2 separate regions of the Delphinus delphis genome follow, and region 2 is linked to region 1. Evidence: chromatin contacts called from public Hi-C data. All regions are on one chromosome and are shown on one strand. The core of a region is the stretch at or near the end of the contact, and the rest is flanking DNA. Distances in the headings are between cores, read along the strand shown. Region 1 holds the start of POLR2K (RNA polymerase II, I and III subunit K). Region 2 holds the start of ANKRD46 (ankyrin repeat domain 46).

The links. A called contact is a pair of places that touch in the nucleus more often than the background predicts.
Region 2: a Hi-C map of lung shows a contact between it and region 1, with 3 times the contacts expected there. The contact joins the promoter of ANKRD46 here to the promoter of POLR2K in region 1. A contact is called at or near these places in 2 of 3 Hi-C or Micro-C datasets (lung and muscle).

What each region holds. Positions count from the first base shown.
Region 1 is chr17:44,414,862-44,420,904 of mDelDel1.2, forward strand. POLR2K (RNA polymerase II, I and III subunit K) reads left to right here and starts at 3,563. Exons shown (of 4, transcript XM_059994985.1): 1 at 3,563-3,717; 2 at 4,386-4,454; 3 at 4,793-4,885; 4 at 5,546-5,745. The coding sequence starts at 4,394. The coding sequence ends at 5,568.
Region 2 is chr17:44,823,992-44,830,034 of mDelDel1.2, forward strand. ANKRD46 (ankyrin repeat domain 46) reads right to left here and starts at 2,880. Exons shown (of 5, transcript XM_059994990.1): 1 at 2,799-2,880.

The sequences.
Region 1 (6,043 bases), core at 2,313-4,812:
CTGGGAATACAAAGATGGAATGGCGCAGTTACTGCCCTGAAGGGCTCACTGGTGTAAGTGCTATAGTAGAGGAATGGTAGTAACACAAAAGAAAAGGGATCAACTAAATCTACAGCGGAAGAGTGGGCAGAGCTACCTTTATATAGACTGTGATATGAGGTGGATTTTGAAGGAAGGGTAGCATCTTTAAAGACAGATAGCAGGTGATTCTAAACTTGAAACAAAATGTACCAGCAGGAAAATTGAAACAGTTGGGCACATTAGAGAAACTACAAATAATTTGTTACAGCTGGAAACTAAGACTGGTTTGAGGAAAGGGCAAAGAAAATTCTTGACAAGGGGAAGAAGCCAAGCCGTGGAGAGTTTTGGATGCACATTAAGAGTCTGAAGTTTATCCTACGCGCGAGCTTTCTCTAGTTGCGGTGAGCGGGGGCTACTTTTCGTTGCTGTGCGCAGGCTTCTCATTGCGGTGGCTTCTCTTGTTGCAGAGCACAGGCTCTAGACACGCGGGCTCAGTAGTTGTGGCTCGTGGGCTCTAGAGCGCAGACTCAGTAGTTTTGGCGCACGGGCTTAGCTGCTCCGCAACATGTGGGATCTTCCCGGACCAGGGCTCGAACCCCTGTCCCCCACTGGCAGGTGGATTCTTAACCGCTGCACCCCCAGGGAAGTCCCAGGCAATGTAGGACATTTTAGAAGGACCACTCTGGTGGCAGAATGGAAGACAGAAGGAAGAGAGGTGAGGGTGGCTTAGGAAGCTACTGCATTACTCTGGAAGATAATGGGGGTGGAGAAGAACCTACACCTGATTCAGTTGGCTGAATGAACTGCATGCAGCAGGGGGTGAGGAGCGAAGAGTACAGGTTTGGGAGAAAATAAGATGAATTTAGTGCGAGGTTGTTACGTTTGTGGTACCTGTAGGACTTAAGGCAAGGAATTGGTGAATTACACATTCTTCAAGATGGCACCTCCCTGAAGCCTCCCTCACACGTTCGGATAGAATGAGTAGTGTCCTTTCTAGGTCCTCAAACCAGTCTCTATTACAATCAAGCCTCTATTTTGCCACTCCCTGCCCAGCACTTGCAAGCCTCCTCTCCTGAATTTTCTCCATATAATTTATCACCTTATAAAATACTGTATTATTTACTTACTTTGTGTAAGGTCTGCTCCCCACTCCACTGTAAACAGGGCAGGCGATTTTGCCTATGGTTAAATAAAAGCCACACGACCCCAAAACACGATTAAACATTGCCCTTTTCTCTTTCTCTAGTAATTTTTCTTTAGATATTTTGTTACAACTGAAGAGTAAAAGAATGTATCATAACTCCCTTCTATTCACTCGAAGAATAATTTTACACCCCTCCCCACCCCAAAAATGGCAAAAAGACACCTAGTTACATGTAGCTTGCCCTAGCTTTACTCATATACCACAAATTTAAGCCACTGAGCTATATTTTCCTATTCTTTACACATCACAGTCTTTGGCCTTTTCCCTTCCCTTTCTGGATTGGGTGTAATCTCATTACTGACCTCAGAATTCTAAAACCCATATGTTTTCCACAGAGCTAACGCTTCTTTTGGAGACCATCCAGGAAAACATACTGAAAGGGTTTTCCATCACCATGATAGTCAAGCTATGCAGGTATACTTAAATGAGTATGATCAAGAAAAAGGAAAACAGATACTCAGGGGGAAAATAGTAACTTGCATCTCCATAACCATATTATTGCAATGTAAGCATTTAAAAACACTAGTATCCAAGTTGGCAAAACAAATGCCCTCATTAAGAGAGAGCAATGCGATGATGTCCGGCACGTAGCAAATGCTCAAGAAAAGTTAGCTGTCACCATTGATAACAGCATCCACAGACCATGCTCCAAAATGATCCTAAAATTACTGGTTCCTGCTGATAGGAAAGAGAATGTTGCATTGGGAACTAGCCTCGACATGAACTCTTGTTGAAATTCTGGATCTCCTTGCTATAACTTGTCTTTACCCTAACCCTCTGTAGGGTTCCAGGACCCATTTGTATTCTACATGTGTTGATCCATTCTGATCTCCACAAACTGTGTTATGTGCCAGCATCATCTTGATAACCTCAAGCTGCATAGTCAGAACCCAGGTCAGTTTGCAATGATTAAAGTTACACTTTCTGGATCACTCCATAATCTTTCTCTTATCATGACAATGGTTTTACCTAATATTTCTTGAGTGAAGCTAATTTTGACTGTTCTATTGGATTACCTCTTCCCTTTGGTTAAGAGGAGGGGTATTTCGTAAGAGAGCTGATGATTAAAATATTTATGTTCTATCTTAGCCTATCTGTGGAGAAAGAAGCAGGACAGTCCACTGTGTTTCCTGGAAATTTAAAAATCGGCAGCTAGGAAGACTGAGAAAATCGAGTTAAATCTCTCAGGCTGGTCTGTGGAGGTGCAACCAGTTGGAATTCCTTCTGGAAGTGAAAGGTGAGGCTCAAGGTTCCCAAGTTGCTGGATGGAAGACCGAAAAGCGGTATAGCCTGCTTAATAAAAACCAAAGTAGTGCATGTTGGGCAGAAAGAAACCTGCTTCTCAGATTAACTAAAATAGTTATTAACAACTGGTTAGTTTCTAAATTTTTAATAACTTCATTTTCTTCTCTCTCGTGATATAAGTAAAATACCTGCTGTGAAAGAAGCAAACGAATGCAAATGTTGTGAACCCAACTGTTACTAGTCTCACTAAAATTTTGATCTTGGAAAGAACACGCCTCCACTGGACAAGTCGTTTTGTTCTTCTGGGAAGGAATTAATACATGGGATGAAAGGAGGGTCAATGGACAGCTACCACTACCTAAATCCCTTAGCGTTAAGTGGGAGTGATTGACATAGCTGCCCGCAAGCCCACCTGTGCTTTAAAACGAGTAAAAGGAGGGGGTTACAGGGATGACGGGAGCCTAGGAGAGAAAGGGGCGAAAAGCAAAAACGAAATGATTCTAAGGAAGGATAGGGGCGGCTGCTCCACTGCCCCGGCACAGGTATCAAACGACTGGAAATGCATAATCTGAAAAGTGCTTTTCTACGTGGAAATTAGCGGTGGAGCCGATTCTTCTACGTTCCTCGGAGTAACGGTCAGCCTAGGATTCCACGAGCACTTCACTTGGGTTTCTCTTCTAACCCTCTGCCCTCCTGGAAAAGTGTTACTTTCTACCGACTTCATATGTCAGAGAAACAAACCTCCTTCGACTTGAGGAGCTTCTAAAACGCTTTACTTCCCTGAAAAGTGAAAACAGGTGAGACCGAAACAAGCACTTTTGTCCGGAGTCTGAAATACAGAAAAAGCAGCAGCTGGGCTTCCCTGGTGGCGCAGTGGTTGAGAGTCCGCCTGCCGATGCAGGGGACGCGGGTTCGTGCCCCGGTCCGGGAAGATCCCACATGCCGCGGAGCGGCTGGGCCCGTGAGCCATGGCCGCTGAGCCTGCGCGTCCGGAGCCTGTGCTCCGCAACGGGAGAGGCCACAGCAGTAAGAGGCCCGCGTACCGCAAAAAAACCCACCAAAACAACAACAACAAAAATACAAACCAGCTTCACCACCTGTACTCAATCCGACTTTCTCTGCCACACCTGGGGCGGAAGGGGCGGAGACTCCGCTTGCGTCATAAGCCAGCGCCGGAAGTTGGCTGCCATACAGCGGCGAGGCGTAATCTGTTCGGAGAAGCGGGGAAGTTTCTCCGTGTTACGTGGGTAGGTAATTGGCGGATTGGGGGGGTGGGTATTTGGGCCAAAACTGGAAAGACGCTAGGGGCTAAACAGGTTTGGTGTGGGGTTAGAGTCGGGAGAGACTGGGGATAGAGTCGATGCTGTTAGGCCTTTGCCTCTTTAGCTGTTGGGTTGTTTGCCTCTTTAGCTGTTGGCGTTTTAGCTGTTGGGAGTTATTTCTTTGTTCTTCCCTTATCTTCGGTTCGCACGTTCTGCTGTTGAGGGATACAGTTTTTTGGCAATCTCTTGCTAAAGTTTGGAACTTGTGTTAAATGAAGACGCGAGCTTTGCAGTCAGATCTAAATCTCTGACTCTTAACAGATGAATAATCCTGCCCAAATTAACTTCTTTAAACCCCAGTTCCTTCATCTGTAAAATAAGAGTAATACCTCCTAGAATTGTTGTAAAGATTATAATGAAATGGCATGCATAATTGAAATGACATATGTAAAGTGTTTATTATTGTGTCCAGTTTGGGGGTAAATGCACAATACGTTGTTTTTTTGTTTCGTTCTTTAGACCCACCTATAGGGTTTGAAAAAAGCACAGATTAGGAATTGGGACCTTTTTAGCTTTCTCCGAGAAACATGAGGCCTGGTTAGATTTGTGAGGATGCCATTTGAGATATTAAATATTTGAGTCTGTGATTTCAGGGACAACAATGGACACCCAGAAGGACGTTCAACCCCCAAAGCAGCAGCCAATGATATATATCTGTGGAGGTAAGAGTAACACAAAAGTAAGAGTATTTCATCTCGGTTTTAAAAAAATTATTGCATTTATCTTTGGCTTAAATGAGTCATCTTTAAAGTTAGAAAGCAGAACAACTTTAACAATCTTAAAAAAAATCCTCTTATTAAGATTTCATTTTCTTTCCTAGGAAAAATGCATTGTCTGCCACTCTTTTTTTCTTTCTCCCTTAATATGTTGGTAATGGCAACATACCCTTGAGACTGAGTATACTATATTTTAGTGCTTTGGGTGAAAAGTATGGTTAAGATAATTTGCTCGTCTGTAATATTTCTCTTTTAGGCATTGAATAAACGTGTTTTGTTTCTAGAATGTCACACAGAAAATGAAATAAAATCAAGGGATCCAATCCGTTGCAGAGAATGTGGATACAGAATAATGTACAAGAAAAGGACTAAAAGACGTATCCTTCTAACTAAGCTTTATGACTATGAGATAAGAGGAAGTGAAAAATAATGCATGGTTTGATAGTCAAAGACTAATTTCTGGTAAAAATGGTAACAACTTGGATTGCTTACCAAAAAAACAAAAGCCATGATTAGCATTTTCATGGACCAGTACTCCAGGGTATAGACATATACTAAATAATCTAAATACTAGTTGATTTGGGCTTTCATAAGTGTATTTTTTCAGGGATTCTGTATATAAGTACTCATTCTTGAGCTTCAGTTTATGGGCAAACTAAATGATACAAGGAGAAATACAGATATTGAGTTTGTATGCTACCTAATGGAATAAGTGAGGCTTACAAATTAGCTGAAAGACTGAGAGTAAATTGTTATATAATAACTACCAGTGTTTTTTAGATCACTAAATTATCACTTTTAACACTGCTTTAGTGTTTCTTGGTGCATTGGTCTCTTGTATCATGGGGGGGGGCTAATAATTAAAAGTTTATTTTTTTAGTTCATTTCTAATTATCATAGTAAATAGTGAACTTCATTCTTTTGTGCATTTTAGATTAAATAACTAGCTTATTGCAAAGAGAAAGTGACTTGGAAGTATTAAATTTTTAATATAATTTTGAAGTACTTATTTTGTCCTTAACTCAGTTTTTGTATAGTGGTGGTTTTTGATGCTCGATGAAAGATGAAATACAGAGGAATGTCTTCATTTGGATTTGGATTTGCTATTAATGTTGTCATATAGCTTTTGATTAGTGTACTTTATGAATACAACTATATACACATGATTTCATTTTAAAAACCATATTGTATTTAGGTATCTATTAATAGCTTATATAAAGATATTTTTGTTCAGTTACATGGTTTGTAATTTAATTTTATCGTATATGTAATCTGACACACAGTGAAGGTTAAAAGTGATTCCCCAAACTACACTTCAATCAAAACCTAGAATCATCTGGGGCCCTTGTTAAAAATGAAGTTTGCTAGGGCCCTTTAAAGGTCTGATTAAGTAAGTTCCTAGGAAACCACTGTTTTACATCACCAATTGTTTGTAAACTCTCCAGCCTCATTTTGTATAGAGTATACCAGCGCACTTACTATCAGTGTGCATACCTCATTTTGAGTTATAATTTATTTGTTAACTTGGCATAGGC
Region 2 (6,043 bases), core at 1,630-4,129, 410 kb after region 1:
GAATTGGTACAGCCATTATGGAGAACAGTATGGAGGTTCCTTAAAAAACTACAAATAGAATTACCATATGACCCAGCAATCCCACTACTGGGCATATACACTGAGAAAACCATAATTCAAAAAGAGTCATGTACCAAAATGTTCACTGCAGCTCTATTTACAAAAGCCAGGAGATGGAAGCAACCTAAGTGTCCATCATCGGATGAATGGATAAAGAAGTTGTGGCACATGTATACAATGGAATATTACTCAGCCATAAAAAGAAATGAAATTGAGTTATTTGTAGTGAGGTGGATGGACCTAGAGTCTGTCACACAGTGTGAAGGAAGTCAGAAAGAGAAAGACAAATACTGCATGCTAACACATATATACGGAATCTAAGGAAAAAAAAATGTCATGAAGAACCTAGTGGTAAGACGGGAATAAAGACACAGACCTACTAGAGAATGGACTTGAGGATATGGGGAGGGGGAAGGGTAAGCTGTGACAAAGTGAGAGAGTGGCATGGACATATATACACTACCAAACGTAAAATAGATAGCTAGTGGGAGGCAGCTGCATAGTACAGGGAGATCAGCTCGGTGCTTTGTGACCGCCTAGGAGGTGGGATAGGGAGGGTGGGAGGGAGGGAGATGCAAGAGGGAAGAGATATGGGGACATATGTATATTTATAACTGATTCACTTTGTTATAAAGCAGAAACTAACGCACTATTGTAAAGCAATTATACTCCAATAAAGATGTTAAAAACAAAAACAAACAAACAAAAAAAACTGCTTCTGCTCCTTCTCTGGTGCTCCCTATCCCTCTTCACTGCTTTATTTTTTTTCTAAGCAACTGTTACCATCTGACTGGATATATTTTAATTTTTATAAAGTATTTTATTTACTGTCTCCATCCCCACCTTCCTCCAGTGGAATGTTACCTCCCGGAGGACAAGAATGCTGTTTTCTTTTGTTCCTCTTGCATCCCCAATGCTTAGAACAGTGCTTGGCCCTGGGAGGCACTCAGTGTACATTTGCTACGGGAATGCTTAATATGCAAACTCTTAAATCCTGATAAGGCTAAGTGTTTAGGACACTACAGTATCTAACTTCTTTCCACAAACGGAAATACCATTTCCCTTCTGACATTGACAGAAACTGGAAATCTTTCTCTTCCATATAGTAACACAATCTGCTCTAAATAACATGCCCCAAACCTCTTAATTCCTTTTTACTTCAGTCTTTCCTACATCCTCTAAAATATTAACTTTCTGTCATCGAAAAATCTTTCATTTCCCTTCAACACTACTGTACCTAATATTGCAAAGGCAAAGTGAACTCACTACAAATGGTATCAAAATGCAAATAATGAAGAAAAGTAATGAAGCTCATTAACAACCAAATAAATCCAACTCTACTTCAAATCAAAGTGCATCAGAGCAGTGAGGGACCTAGTTCATGCTTAACTTTATTATCACTATTCTCCTTAATGAGTAAACGTTTTTCTCATTAAACTCCTTTTTTTTTTTTTTTTTTTTTTTTTTTTTTTGCGGTACATGGCCTCTCACTGTTGTGGCCTCTCCCGTTGCGGAGCACGGGCTCCGGACGCACAGGCTCAGCAGCCACGGCTCACGGACCCAGCCGCTCCGTGGCATGTGGCATCTTCCTGGACTGGGGTACGAACCCGTGTCCCCTGCATCAGCAGGCGGACTCTCAACCACTGCGCCACCAGGGAAGCCCTAAACTCCTTTTAAACTAAAAATAAGTTGGTACAGGACTCTTGCATTTAGCCATGAAAATTAAACCTGAGAGAAATCAGTTCAAGCTGGTTCAAGTCAAATTAATAAGCAAATAAAAGTCTTAGGGAACGTGTTTGGATAGGTAACAAGCAGAAGCACTGGAGTAAGGGAGATGAATGAGGTTCAAATCCCATCTCACCCTTTACTAGCTGTCTGACCTCGGACAAGTAAATTCAGACTCTGTTCCTCAGTTTCCTTACCTGTAAAATGGAAATGGTACTTCCTACGGTTGCTACAAGGATTAAATAAAGGTACTAGGTTTTAAAGCACCCAGCACAATGACATATAGTAAGCACTGAAGAGAGCTATTACTATAATTTCTACATCACTGATAATACAGCTCTTTAAGCTAGGAGCTCCTTGGTACCACCGTCATTTTTTAAAGAGTGAGAAGGGTTACTATTCAATGGTATATTTTTTTTACCTCGTTATGTTCTGTAGCCAATTCTGAACACTGTGGACCGTTCTGAAGAATAAACGTGTTTTTCTCGAGGCAGAGCACTGTACTGGAAGACAATCTGCTTCCAGCATTGCATGTGAATAAGAGGCAATGCTGTCTTTTAACCCGGACACCCGGGGTCGTGTGCCATCGGGACAGTCCACTCACCTCTCAGCAGCTTCTGTTTACGCCTAGACTACGGGCGCCTAGTAAACGGCCACGTACTATCTATGCCAACGCAAGACACAGCGCACCTTCTCGGGCCCAACGCCTAGAAGCCGGCCGCGGGCTTCGGCTCGGACCTCCGACCTTGCGAAGCCCCGGGAGCACGCCCGCCCCAGCTCCGCCCGCCGCGGCCGACCGCGCAGCCTTTACCCACAAAACCCCCAGAACCCTCGCAGGCCCTCCCAGGTCTCGCGAGCGGCACAGACCCGCCAGGAAGCCACCCGTCGCACCACCACGGGTCTGGTTCCCTGCAGCCAGGCCCCGGGCCGATGCTTTCCAGTGCTTCGGGGCTGGCGGGAGAGGTGTCAGTGGCTTCCGTCCGGAGGCCGCTCGCGGGCCGAGGCCCAGGTACCTTCGAGTCGGCCGAGCAGCGGTAACAGCGGCAGCACCTTCCCGGCGTCGGCGGCGCCTGAGGCGGCGGGCGGAGGGAAAGGGCTGACCACTGAGACGAGTCGGGGCCCCAGCTGGCCAGAGCGGCCTCACTGCGCCGCGGCTGGTGCTCCCCCTGTAGGCGGGCAGCCCGCACGGCGGCTCTGCCGGCTCTGAATCAGAAACTGTGATTCCGCGGTGAACTAGGCAAAGTACCAAAACTGCGACGGGGGAGAAGAGAAAGACAACTGAAAGAGGTTTCATCGATTTGAGTCCAGGATCATTTTGCATTTTTCACGTCTTTTTCTAAAGAAACATCCCACCCCTAAGCTAAATGCAGGCTTCAAAGTCAAGGACAGTTTTACCAAGAGCTGTAGGCATCAATTAATAGTTGCTGGCCTAATTTAGGTAAGTCTTCTCTATAATCCAAATTGATGTATTAGTAATAGCAACTACCGACTGGCTGCTCTAATTCTAAAATATGACCCTGAGCTTTTTTCTAAAAGGGTTTGAATACTTACATCCCACTTTTTAGAATTCCCAGACGAAATGCAACATGCGTCCAGCCCGAACTAAAAAGGTGGCAGGTCGTGGGAAGTTCATTTACTGGAAACTTTTTTTTTTTTTCGGCTTAACCAACAACTCCAGTCCTACAGCCAAGAAGACTTGACCTGCACAGTGGTCCTCCCTCCCCTGAATTCTAGCATACTCGCTCAGCCAAGCCACCCTCTGGGGGTCTCAAGTCCTTCCATTCAATGGCTACTACTCAGTCTAACAGTTTGCTCCTGGAAATGTCATGTAAATGTTTAGGATTATTGTCAAATTTGAGAAAACCTCTATCACATGTCTTTCATATAAGAATAAGATTTCAGGGACTTCCCTGGTGGCACAGTGGTTAAGAATCTGCCTGCAAATTCAGGGGACATGGGTTCGAGCCCTGCTCCGGGAAGATCCCGCATGCCGCAGAGCAACTAAGCCCATGTGCCACAACTACTGAGCCTGTGCTCTAGAGCCTGTGAGCCACAACTACTGAAGCCCGCGCACCACAACAAAGAGCAGCCCCTGCTCGCTGCAAATAGAGAAAGCCCATGCGCAGCAATGAAGACCCAAGGCAGCCAAATATTAATTAATTAATTTAAAAAAAAAGATTTCAGGCATTTCACATTTTCTTGTGCAGTGACTAATCATAAATATTAAATACTCTTTGAATTGATGACATTTATTAACCAGTTTGTCATTGATGTCCTCCTTGAGGTTGTTAAGTTTATTATATCTTCATTGATGCCTGTAAATTGTATCAAATCAGCAAAGAATTTCAGCCTTCTCCTAGTGTGTTCATACAGTTACCTCCTTTTCATTAATTGGTTTATCAAACAATCCAAGAGCCTGTTCATTACTTCTGTTCAAATGAATCTCTCCACCTTCATGAACTACTGCTTTTGTTTGATCTGAAAAAATATAGAGACCGTTAAGTGTAAGCAGTGCTGCTTTCCTTCTGGAGGCTCTGAGAATCCGTTTCCTTGCCTTCTCTAGCTTCTAGAGGCCACCTACAATCCTTGGCTCATGGCCCCTTCCTCCATGTTCAAAATCAGCAGCTTAGCATCTTTTCAGCTCTCTGACCTCTGCTTCCAACCTTGCATCTTCTCTAACTTTGACCCTCCTGCCTCTTTATAAGGACCCTTGGATAATGTTGGGCACATCTGGATAATCCAGAACAGTCCCTCCATTTCAAGGTCTTTAATTTTAATCACATCTGCAAAGTCCTTTTTACCATGTCCAAAGTCCTTTTAACATAGTCACAGATTCTGGGGATTAGGCCATGGACATCTTTAGGGGAATGTTATTCAGCCCACTGCAAGAGCCCTGAAGCTTAAACTCCATTTCCTTCAGGTAAATCTACCTTTTCTTCCTCATTACCAAAATCTGTTTGGTCCTGAGTTCTGATTGTGAGAGTTCCAACAGGGAGGAATACCTGTAATTATAACTGGGATGAGTGTTATGAAGTAAAAGAAGAGAGATGTTATAGGAGGGCAAACTGTCCAGGACCTAATTTAGATGGAAGGGCAGCAATGCCTTTGAATAAGTGATATTTAACTGAGATACACAGGATGAGGAATTAATTATACAACAAACAGGGGGAGTGTTTCAGACAGAGGGGACAGCATGTGTGGCCTGGGAATAGTGATGTCAGAAGGTCAGTGTGGCTGAATTGTGTCCCTGCCATCAAATCCTCAGCACCACCACAATGAGTGGCACATAGCTGGTACTCAAGATTATTAGCTTAGCAGTTCTTAGCCCTGGCAGCACATTACAGTTGCTACAGGACTTTAAAAATACCAACACCCTAGCCGAGACCAAGTCAGAATTGTTTGGAAATGTGGCCCAACATCCATAGTTTTTAAAGGTGCTCAGAGAATTCTAATGTGCAGTCAGGGTTAAGAGCCACTGTGTCAGATACAACCACAGGAGTAAAGAATGAAAGAATGACAGAAAATATTTGCTTGGCATAGGATTTTCTCTAAGGAGGTTTTCTTCTGTTTAAAGAAAAGAAGGGTTTTGGCCATCTTGATTATACATTCCTTTTCAGTCTTAGAAAATGCAGAAGAGTCTTTCAAAAACATTGTTAAAATAAATAAGCTACAAGGATATATTGTACAACATGGGAATGTAGCCAATATTTGATAAATAAAATTTGTAATATAAATGGAGTATAACCTTTAAAATTTGTGAATCACTGTGTTGTACATCTGTAACTTATATATCTACTATACCTCAATTTTTTTAAACAGAAAAAAAAAACACTTTGTAATAGAACGCTTATCAGAAGAGACTCAGAGTGATCTAGCAACCACCCCAGTGTAACCAGTTGTCTCAGCAGAAAGAGATGTGTTGGAATGGAGAGGTGTTTAAAAAACACACCATTATCTACAAAGGAAAGGGCATTTCTTGGTTTTGAGCTCTGTTTCCCAGAAGGCATTCCAGTTTTTGGTAGTACTAACGAATGACCATCAGAGGGAGACATGCTCCCAGAAAGCTTGGCTTCCCCCAGTCTCTAGTCTACACCAGGCTAACAAGTATCAGGTGTTTTTAACAACACCGAGAGCTCTCAAGGCATAACCATGGAGTGAGCATGTCTAAACCATGGATTAGAGATAGGTAGCATATATTTATCTATGCCAGAGTTAGGTTCATTTCAGTTCTCCAACAGTTTAAGCATTTAAACCACCA